Regions from separate parts of the Mus musculus genome. Here all the other regions are linked to region 2. Evidence: chromatin contacts called from public promoter capture Hi-C data. All regions are on one chromosome and are shown on one strand. Each heading gives the region's core, a stretch centred on a gene start, on an enhancer-like site or on the middle of the called end of the contact. The rest is flanking DNA. Distances are from core to core; before and after follow the strand shown.

The links. Promoter capture Hi-C pulls out the DNA fragments that hold promoters and counts their contacts.
Region 1: a contact with region 2 is called in a promoter capture Hi-C map of liver, with 2.2 times the contacts expected there. The contact joins the enhancer-like site here to the promoter of Sbspon in region 2. A contact is called at or near these places in 15 of 39 promoter capture datasets (the 3T3-L1 cell line, the HPC-7 cell line, HPC-7-derived erythroid cells and 9 more), 4 of 484 Hi-C or Micro-C datasets (cortical neurons, epidermal suprabasal cells, nephron progenitors and 1 more), 11 of 115 datasets of contacts at active chromatin or transcription factors (the 230-238 cell line, the SCID.adh cell line, T-cell acute lymphoblastic leukemia and 6 more) and 1 of 9 other capture datasets (pancreatic islet).
Region 3: a promoter capture Hi-C map of hippocampal neurons shows a contact between it and region 2, with 5 times the contacts expected there. The contact joins the promoter of 4930444P10Rik here to the promoter of Sbspon in region 2. A contact is called at or near these places in 18 of 39 promoter capture datasets (the 3T3-L1 cell line, 3T3-L1-derived adipocytes, the C10 cell line and 12 more), 9 of 484 Hi-C or Micro-C datasets (the AML12 cell line, cardiomyocytes, cortical neurons and 3 more), 10 of 115 datasets of contacts at active chromatin or transcription factors (the 230-238 cell line, the SCID.adh cell line, T-cell acute lymphoblastic leukemia and 5 more) and 3 of 9 other capture datasets (adipose tissue, liver and pancreatic islet).

The regions. Positions count from the first base shown.
Region 1 is chr1:16,112,390-16,115,985 of GRCm38.p6, forward strand. All of the region lies in intron 2 of Rdh10 (retinol dehydrogenase 10 (all-trans)), which reads left to right. Among named protein-coding and RNA genes, the nearest start is that of Rdh10, 8.3 kb to the left of the region's middle. Within about 2 kb of position 1,297, at least 31 of the 459 cell types and tissues checked have an H3K27ac peak or open chromatin away from gene starts, as enhancers often do. A contact at or near this core is called in liver and pancreatic cancer cells, where this site is marked.
Region 2 is chr1:15,890,707-15,894,313 of GRCm38.p6, forward strand. Sbspon (somatomedin B and thrombospondin, type 1 domain containing) reads right to left here and starts at 2,016. Exons shown (of 5, transcript NM_001033288.3): 1 at 1,733-2,016. The coding sequence starts at 1,946.
Region 3 is chr1:16,091,293-16,094,800 of GRCm38.p6, forward strand. 4930444P10Rik (RIKEN cDNA 4930444P10 gene) reads right to left here and starts at 2,033. Exons shown (of 5, transcript NM_001243238.2): 1 at 1,682-2,033.

The sequences.
Region 1 (3,596 bases), core at 47-2,546, 220 kb after region 2:
TGATCCCTGATTACCCAAAAGGGGAACGCAAAAGTGTTCACCCCAGGCCTTTTATGTGCAGAAGGAATCTTCCGTGGTAAAGGACTAAATCTGTCAGATAGCTAGTCAGTAATTTACTTCTATTGATATGGTAGTCAGACAAGATAATTGGTAGTTAATTAATAGACCACTTAACTTAAAAGGTTTCACGGTTTTAAAATACTAATTACTGAATTCAGCATTTATCTATATCCAAACGTCTAAAGTCTATTTAGTTAAAATCCATCCAAGAAAAGTAAAAGCCCACCAGCTAGACCAGAATAAGGCAGCACTTAAAGACATTAGCGTGCTACCATGGTACCTAATATCTCAAGAATAGACCCTGATCATTAACATTTTGAGTTCTTATAAGATTTACTGGTTTTCAATCTTACATATGTATTCCTGTATTCTCAGACTAGAGAAATATAGTTTAGCTTAAATTCTCTTAGGCTTAGAATTTAAATTTTTTATTTCTAAAGTACTCATAAAATTTTTTGTCTAATGCTTTCTTCTCTGTACTATAATATTACAGAACTCTAGATCCTTTATGTAATACTGCTTTCCTGTTTTAGGATAGCTGCTGAAAATGAGGAGTTTGTAGCATGTTTTTGACAGTGTGCCAGAACTGGCTCTCTGCCTCCATGCACATTCTGTGTGTAAGAGTGTGTGAGCATAGGAGCACTGGCTAAGGGTGGGGGCTGAGCAGAGGTCAGAGCTGACACACCTTGTCAGATTCTGTGGTAGTTGAAAACTGATGAAACATCTCTCTAGATTGGCAACTGCTTGGAGATATATGGGACTGGACTGTGTACACGGAATGAGATCGCATGCTCAATGAAACTTGAATTTCTATATATGAAACATTACATGTGGGGCCCAAATCTATTGCTCCTGAACGTCACAATTTACAACATGATATAATGTCCTTTGAATCAGTGGTGTAAGCAAGGAACAAGATGTTATGTCATACATAAAAAATGTCACTTCATCTTTAATGAATGTGTGGTAATATGTGCCTGGTTGTCAGACTCGTTTAGGAAGCACTAGGTAACATGTGCCTTAAATTCTCAATTGTCTGGGCAGTTAGCAGTGCTCCTTCGGTGCCTGGTGCAGAGGGAAGCCTGTATTATCACAGAATGTGCCCTTGACTACCTCCTTGAAATGCAAGGGAATCCACCCTTCCACCACCTTAGCTCTCCGGCTCCTTAGTGTTGTGTGTTCACACCATTCTCCCTGTGCCTCTATCTAACTGGGTGATCTGCTTCAGTTGCCTAACTGTGATTCTAGGCCATTTGCAAACTTGTGCTGTTCTCTTAGCTGCTGACCTCTCCTGTTCCACTGATAGTAAGCTAACTCCCTCTTTTTTAAACCACTGGCTGACTCACCAAGCTTGGCAGCAGTTGTCTCTCCTGTGCTCATTCACTGGTCACCAAGTTCTTTTCAGATAAATCTGTACTTCCTCTGTCATTATTTCTCACCTGGACTCTAATGAGCCTCTGGACTTCTTTCCCTATGTCTATTCTTTGCTGCCCAATCCAGGGTTATCTAACTAGTATTGAGTTTGAAATGTGCTTACTTAAAATCTTGTGTGACCATATTGCTCACAGTCAGAAATCAGAGGTCATTTGCATGGTGTCTTGAACCTTCCAAAACCAATTTCTACCTATCTTCCCAGTTTAGTAGCTATTATGTCCTCTGGTATGGTCTCAACCTCAGTTGGACTAGACACCTCACTACCCTGAGAGAGCACTGTCACAGGTTAGTTAGATGCCAGTCTGAGCTGCAGAGTGATTCCTTGGCTCAGAGGTAGGCAGACACACCATGATTGTGCAAGAGAAACAGATCCAGATGTTTCCACATGGGTCAAATGGTGTCTTTCTCTATAAGGATGGCAGGCCCTGATGGACAGTCCCCGGTTCTTGGTTCAAGGGATGACCTTGTTGTTTGCTCATGGAGTGACTTGTGCTGGTTATCTCAATTTCTTGAAGCAAAGTTGATACTTGTTTTCTGTCTCTGGGAATTTCTATACCCAGGTCTTTATTCATTATCTGTCCAAATAGGTATGTCAGTGGAGCATTCTTTAGCCCGTGCTAATGCTAACCAATACTGAGTAGCTTTTTCCTAAAGGCTGAATGGAGAGTGCCCAGTCCATTGCAGGACCGGCCGGCCCCTAGGGCAGGGAGAAGAGCTACAAATGTAGTTCAACATTCAGCTGCCCACATCCTCTCAGTTTATTCTTTTCCCTTAAATTTGTTGTTGCTCCAATTGTCTGGGAGCCGTTCAAGATCTTTGACAAATTCCAGTGGATTGATTCAGTGACCTTAGTGAATTAATTTAGTGGCAGAAAACTACTTGGAAGTACTTTTAACAACCTGACTTGAGAATTGGAAGAACTTTAAGGAGGAATCCTTTTTATTTAAGGCTTTTCTTGGGATAAGGAAAATTAGTAATCACAGAGTTCCCTAAGTTTCTGCTTCAGTTCTTTCAGAAACTAAAATGACTGCTGGCGAGCGAGCGAGCGAGCAAGCAAGGCAAGCAGCAGGTTTGCCTGCGCTCAGATCCTTGCTCTGGTTGAGCGTGCAGAGGACGGGCCTCACTAATTTCCTTGCTTGCTTTCCTTCTGTCTAATGATAAGTAGTGGGCAGGGGACTGGTGCACAGAGCCATGCCTCGAGAAAGTCCATCTGACTGGAAGTCCTGAGAAACAAGAGCACCTCTCCATAGAAATGTGCAAGCCACACTGACCATGTGATGAAGTCGAAACACAGGCAAAATGATTGTATAAAATTACCTTTGTATGTGTGCTTAGTACGAAAACCTTAAATTAACTGTTTAATCTTAGATCCCATCCCTAAGACACTTCAATCTGCATATGCAAATGTAGAAAACTTCTAAATCCTTCTGGTGGTGCCAGGCATTTTGGATTAGGGAAACAACCTATACCCAAGATGTTTTTAGACGCCCCCCCCCCCCCGCCCGAACTGTACTTTGCTTAAGTTTCCACTAGGGGGTGTCATGGCAGGGCAGATTTATGTCTTATTTCCTACAAACATAACAGATTTTCCCTAGGAGAAAGGACCCTTTGTTACTAATCTTTAGAGTATGGCAGGAAAAAAAAAAAACAGTAACAACAGTCTAGAGTAGAGGTCTACTGCCTGCCTCACTGGAGTTTGTTAAGTCCAATGTCTGGGCCTGTAGTTCCCAGATTTAGACTGAAATGTGTTAATCTCATTTAGTTTAATTAGTGATTTCTTATCTCAAGGTAATGCAGTAAGTTAGTTCTTCAAAGTCTTGCCCTTCTCACTTCTGTCAGCCCACATAGGAGCTCCTTTCAGACTGAGCCTTTCACAACAGTGTAATTAGAAAATAGCTCAAGGATGGATGCCTGGCGCTCTCTCTCTCTCTCTCTCTCTCTCTCTCTCTCTCTCTCTCTGGACATATGAAGTAGGTTGGTAGCATGAGAAAATGTCCCCATGTTTCCACTTAACCCTGCTGGTAGAGCATGGCCTCAGGGCTCAGTCCCACTGCTCATGACATACCTGGCCGACCAGTCAGTGACCCGGATCTCTGAGTTTA
Region 2 (3,607 bases), core at 766-3,265:
TCTGTAGCCAGCTACTGTTTGAAAATATGAAATGGAAAATTCCAGAAGTAGCTAATACATTTTCACTCATGCATTTCCAAGTCGCATGAGGAAGTCTCAGGCTGCCCTGCTACTGTTTCTTTCTGAGCACTACTCATCCATCCCCTGTCAATCATATTAGTCCTGTGCACACGACTTAGTCCTGTGCACACGGCTTCCCGTTAGCCTTCTGGAGTCCACTGTGGTGATATTAGGGGGCTTTATTTCACTCACATAGAGCCATAGAGTGCAAAAGTAGCCACATGAGAAGTGCCATAGCATAAAACTCACAAGGACAGATGAACCCCGGTACTGTAGGAAAGGACACCCAGGAACAAATCAAAACCAATCCTGGGGTTGGGCATCCCTGGCTATCATGGACAGTGTCCCCTGCAGGAAGAGGGAGCTTTCTGTACAGTGTACATATGGTTTCTCCTGTGCTTCTGGTACAAAGTGACTTCCTAAGGAGTAGAGACAGCATCTTCAGTGTCCCACCATCCCTGTGCTTACTACAAACTAAGGGCTACAGGACTCTAGGATCAATGCATAGGCAAGCCCCTCAAGAATGAGTGCTTTGGAAGACCCAGGGACACGTAGCTGAGACACCCAGTTTCGGGTGTTGCCAGGGAAGGGGACACATGGCTCAGACTCACTGCATTTTCTGGTTCATTGACTTTTCCAGCTTCCTTTAGACTGAGGCAAGATGACTTGTCACGGGAATGGGGGGAGAACTTATCAAAAAGGGCATCCGCCAGTAAATCTTGGAGGTTTTTTGGCTGTGCCCTTCCACAGTATCATGGCTGGGTGACTGACCTGCCTGGGATTGACAGGCTCTTAGCAAAGAGGCAAGAGAGGCCTTGTTGCTACTGGGCCTCTCGTTCCTGGAGTGTGGCCCAGCCCTTGGGTCCTCTCCTCAGAAGTTGCCTAGGACTTGTGTGAGGACAAACCCTATCATATGGACAACTTTGGGACTGATCTGATTAGCAAGGAGCAAAGCTGCTTTGGTTTTCAGAGCTGACTTCTTGGTCACGGCTTGTTTTTCAGGACTGTGTTTCTCATTTCTTCCTTTACCTTTAAGTTCAATTAAACCTGCGTTGACAGAACCCTACCAAGGGGTACTGTGAGATGCTATGGGAATGTTAGATAAGAAAAGACCTCATTCTAAAGGGAAGGATCAAACACTACAGAGACTTGAGGAAAGAAAGTATCCTAAAGATAGTTCCAAGAGCACAGAAAACCTCCTCACAGGAAACAGCGGTGGTCCATGTTGGAGCCCACCACAGAACACCTCAGACCTCTAAGAAAGTGGAGGCCCCTCCCAGGGCAAGCTTGATACAAAGTGAGACAGTCTCATCTTCCTGGCCTTGTTAGTTTTCTCTATCCCCAAACTTTATGAGGTTGACAGAATGAGTGTGGTGACGGCTGGTCCAGGGACACACCCCTGACAACTGTCAGCACCATCCTTCCAGGCCCCAGGTGACTCTATGAAGCTAGAGTTCTTGAGTCACAGAACACATCCCAGAGGTGATCCCCACAGATGTTAGGGGGTGTGCTTCGGGGACATTAGATGAAGCCGACTGGGAAGCCTGGAATGGAGCGGGAGTTGGGGTGGGGGTGGGGTACTGGGATTGCGAAGGCTGATACTGGACTGGCCTGGAAGTGACCAGAAGATTCCTGGCTTCCTAGGGGTCCCTCCCGGCGCCCAGCCACCCACCTGGGCACGCCCTGTCGTAGTCGAAGCAGCAGTCCCCGGTGAGACGGCAGGCTTGGTCACAGAAGCATGTTCCATAGACCCTGTCCAGCCTCCAGCCGCGGGCGAAGCAGGCTGGGTCCCGGCCAGGACAGCAGCGGCCGGCCTCTGCACAGCCAGCCAGGGCCCCGGGCCACAGCCGCGCCAGAGCGCACAGCACCATCCACAGGGTCTTCATGGCCAGAGCTGCCGCGACACTTGCGAACGGACCCAGCTAGAGCCTCGGGCAAGAGCTCGGCTCCTCCGACAGCCGAAGCCCCCGCCCTCGGCCCTCCGCCCTTCCGCACCGCCCCTCGGCTGCCCTGGCTGTGCGCCCGCTCGGCGGGCTCTGGGCGGGTGGCACTGGGGCCCAGGTGGGACGCGCTTCTCCTCCTGGCCACCAGCCGACCCCCGACCACCCCAGGTGCTCTCACAGCCCGCTACCGGCCACTCTCCCCAGGATCCAAACTCTGCCTCCTTAGGTCTGGGGACGCGGTAGCCCGTGCCTGTTTGCACCCGGAAAGCCGCCAGAAAATGGATGGAGCCCCTGTGCACCCGGGCGACCCCCAAGCGCCCCAGCTCGCTCTAGAAAGCCCTCGGAGTCTTTTCCCAACTGTTTCTCCAACTCTCCTGGGCCCTGTCGGGCACAGAGAAGTATCTTTCTGCAGCATTTTATAGTGGCTTTTTTCTCACCCAGAAAAAAATGCTACTTTCCTTCACTTAAAGGACAAATTAATGAATACGAAGAAAATGATAAAGTAGAAACTGTACTCTGTTTTTTTGTTAAAGCCGATTTCCCAAAGAGAACCCCCACCAATAATGGTTTTTCGGTTTTTGTTTTTGTTTTTTTATAATAACTTTCACTCTAAGGTGTTCGTCTAATTTTGGAGGGTTTTATTCGCGTGCACATCTTTGTTTGTTGTCTTGTTCTTGCCACGTTGAGAATGGAAATTAGATCCTGACCGATGCAAGGTCATCCTACTAAGCGACACCCCACCGGCAACTTGTTTGTTTACTTGCTTGTTGAGATGAGGGACTTGCTACTTACTTCTGGCTGACCTGTAACTTGCCATGTAGACCAGGATGGGATGGTATCGAACTCACGAGAGCTACTGCCATCTGCCTCCCAAGTGCTGGAACGAAAGGCATAGGCCTTTACACCCAGCTTTATGCCCAAGTTTTTATATGTGTTTCTTTCTCTTCTCTAAATATATTAAGTTTTCTACACTTTATTCACTGAGATTAATTCTGGGAGTTTCACTTTTTCTTTATGACCTTAAATCATTTAATTAGCATGGTTTGTAGAAAGGAACACTTTCTATATCTGAAAACATAAGAAATCAAATTAAATTCAAAGTCTGGTTTCTTCCTTCTTCATGCAAGAGCTTCTCAAAGAGGAATTTCTGTCATTGGAGAGAAAGTAATATAAGTAGAAATTTTAAACTTTACTACAAGTGTGATAAAGCAACTTAGCAACCAAATATAAAAATTAAGCATGCTATGCAATGGACAAACCTACATTGTAAGGGTTGTATCTGATAAGTCCTGGTCTCAGATTGTATTGACCAATGTAGAATGTAATGCTATTTGATCATCCAAAGAAAATATACTCTAAAAAGAAAAAAAAAAGAAATTTTTCTTTGTGAGTTTATACAAGTAAGTTCTCAGCATTGAAAGGCTTTTTTTTTTGTTTGTTTTCCTTTCTGGCAACTATCTCTTCCTTTAGCTTTTAAAGAAATGATGTGTACTTCTTTGTGTTTTTTACTTCTTTGTGTTTTTAGTTTTGATGGTTAGGACTAAATACTCTTGCCAACAGATTACATACACCCTCAGCGTTCCTCCTGTGAGAAGTTTCATTTG
Region 3 (3,508 bases), core at 783-3,282, 200 kb after region 2:
TTCGAGACAGGGTTTCTCTGTGAAGCCCTGGCTATCCTGGAATTCACTCTGTAGACCAGGCTGGCCTCGAACTCAGAAATCCTCCTGCCTCTGCCTCCCGAGTGCTGGGATTAAAGGCGTGTGCCACCACGCCCGGCAGACTGAATTTTTTAAGACACTTTTAAGTGTCCAGAGGTGAGAAGCATGTGATAAGCATCCTGCAAACAGAAACCATAATTTATTTTTAAATGATAAACATGTTTCTCTCACCACAGCCTGATGATGAAAAGGTAACTCAAACCCTGCATAATGGTGCTCTCATAACTGGGAAGTAATGGGGAGAGGGTCAGTCAAGCTCCATAGTGAGTTCAAGGCTACATGGACAGTCTCACACCCCTCCCCCCAAAAGAAAATGCAAACCAATACAAAAAAATCAAAAGAAAATTTTCTGTCAAAACTTTTAATGTGCATATACCTGACCCAAAGGTTCCGTTTTTCCTGTATAAAGGGAGAAGGGGGCTGGGGACCCATCTGCCATAGCATACAAGTGGAAGTCAGAGGACAACCCTGTAGCGCTGGCTCTCTGAGTTCTGGAATCGAAGCCAAGACATCTGTGCGGCAAATGCCCAGCCTTCGCGTGCTGAGCCATTCCCAGCCTACTCAGCAGTTCTGTTTCAAGGGATTTATTCCACAGAACTGTTTCTTTGTGTAAGAATGTTCATTGTTGGGGAGCTACGACAGCAATCGGGATGGAAAGTGAATGAATAAAAAAAAAAAGTTAGTTGTTGTGAAATATTTGTAAAATGCAAAACCTGAATCCAGTATCAATTAGAAATGTATAGGTTATACCACTCGTGGCCAAAATAACAGAGGAAAATGTGGAAGAAAGAAAACACTGGGCATATTTTAAAGTAAAAGAAGTAGGTAGAAAATAAACCTGTGTCTCAGGGCGAGTCAGCGAAGCGCACCAATGCACAATTTCAAAAACAGACAGTGTGTTTTAAAGTGTAACAACAAAAGTTTTATGAAATATTATTCTAACACTTAACTAATAGGGATTCCATATGCACACAATATGAGACCTGAGGTTTTTTTGTTTCAAAGAACACAATAGCCTGTTTGCCAAGTTGTTTGCATATGTCCCTATGGTTTCCTTGGTGTTTATGACTCCAAAGGGGCTAGATGACCAGTATGGAGAACCAGTACATAAGTCTACATGACCAGCACAATTATTTTCTTGTACCTTTAGATTATAGTGAAAATAAGAAATATACCCACAAATATGAGCACATCAGAAATGATACAAAACAGAATTGGCAATATAGGGCGTTCTGATCCATCTAGTTGAGACTGGAGAAAGAAGGCCATGTGAAAGAAAGGCAACATCTCTGCTCCCAACCTTAGGTTTAAGCTCTAGGAGAGATGCAGAGTGAACTTGTAAAGCTCTGTCCAGGAAACTCAAGGGTCCTTTGCTTGGACAGAACCTAAAAAGTGTGAAAAGAATATTCAGCGTTTCGTCCTCGTTTCCTGACACCTGACCCCACAAACGGTGCCAGTTTAGGTCCTCATGCCCAAGCCATGCTGTCGAAGCGCCTTGAGGGCAGCTTTGGAGTGTTCCACGTGGCTCTGAAGGCATCAGTTTCCCCTTCTTGAAGAGAGCCCTTCCTGGCTCCAGCCTGGAGCCCCGGCTTCCCGCACTCACCGTCCCCGCAGCTGTACAGAGGAGATGGGCTTCTTCAGGTGCCGGACCCACGGCACCAAGGAGGATGTCTGGGCCAGCGGGGGCAGCGGGCAGTGTGGGAGCCAGCGACGGCCGTGGGTGGACGCGAGCTCTCGGCTGAGGCTAGCCGCGTCTCCGGGCTGTCCACCGCGGTGGGGCGGGGCAGCCGGCAGCCTTCTCGCACTGGCACCACTCTCAGGGCGAGCATGCTTGGCGGCCGGCAGCCCGGCGATGTTCCGAGCTCGGCCGCCGCTCAGCAAGGCCGGGGCCAGCCGGGGCCAGCCGGGGCCAGCGAGCGCTCGCAGCTGCGGCCCCGCTTGCCCGGTACACCGTTGGTTGCTAGGCGCCCGTAGCCTGGGGCCGCCCCACTGAGCTAGGCGGATACAGCAGCCTCAGGATAGTGGGCCAAGGTGGATGCTGGGATGGCTGAGAGAGCAGGGAAGGACTCCCAGTCGGTATGAAGCCAGGGTGGATGCCGGCCTTTGGGTCACTTCTGAGAGGGGAGCGATGAAAAAACAAGGCTGGCTGACAGCTGTCCTAATACTCTTCCAAGGGTAGAAGTGAGAATGGACAGTTGGACAAGGAGGGGATTTGTGCCAGGTCACTGGCACATCAGCTGATATCAGTCTCATTTTTCAGATTCATTGTAACTAGACCGTTTCAAGTATTTTGTGGAAAGTGTGTCTCCACCCTACCTTGGACCAGCACCTCACCTACTTAGTAAGATCTCAACATCAGCATGCCTCACACTGCTTAACACAGAGAACATCAGTATTGAAGTTCCCTGTTAAGAAAGCCAATTCAGCCGGGCGTGGTGGCGCACGCCTTTAATCCCAGCACTCGGGAGGCAGAGGCAGGCAGATTTCTGAGTTCGAGGCCAGCCTGGTTTACAAAGTGAGTTCCAGGGCAGCCAGGGCTATACAGAGAAACCCTGTCTCGAAAAAAACAAAACAAAACAAAAAACAACAAAAGAAAGCCAATTCAGATTAGATCCAGGCTGTGATACCAGGGTAGTGAAAGCTAGCCCCTCGTGAAAAACTGGAGGTAGCAGAGCAGTGAGATGGACTTTGCGGTGGAATATTTTCCCAGCATGCTGAAGCTGGGTTTGATCCTTAGTTCAAGGTCATCACAGTAAGTTCAAGGCCAGTCCAGGAAGCACATGATTCTACCTCCAATAAAAACACGTATGTGTACTTTGTATAACTAAAAGAATTCATGAAAAATAAGGATAAAGAGACACATTTAGGATTGGGTTGCATACTAACCAGCAGAACTTAAGACAAGGGTGGAAATTAGGAGAAAATATGTCTGAAGTCCATCTCAAAAACAACTATAAATTCAGTTCTGGGGTTGCATAGTGGAGAATCACATAGAAGAGATTATATGGGTTAAACAATATACCAGCATTCAAACATTTAAGATTGAAAGGTTTTCTTTTCCATGCCCCCCCCCCCCCCGGCTCCTGTACCCTACAGAGCCTGCCTTTCCCCAAACTGTTCTTTGGCTGCATATCTAAAACTCTACCGTAATTCTTTCTTCTTTTTTTTTTTTCCTTAAAGTTCTACTGCTGAGAAATTCAAGATCACGGTGAAGACAGGGTCAGTGTGTGGTGAGGACACAATATTTTCTTTGAGATTCTTGAACACTGCATCCCTCCAGAAAGACAAATGTCACATGGAGAAGGGTAAAAACCAGACCTACTCTCTTGCCTCCAGCCAATTTATAAGGCACTGATCCCACCGATAAGGATGAAGCTCTTAATCTAATCACAGCCAATCTTGTGGGACCTTTAGATGTTAAATTGAGCAT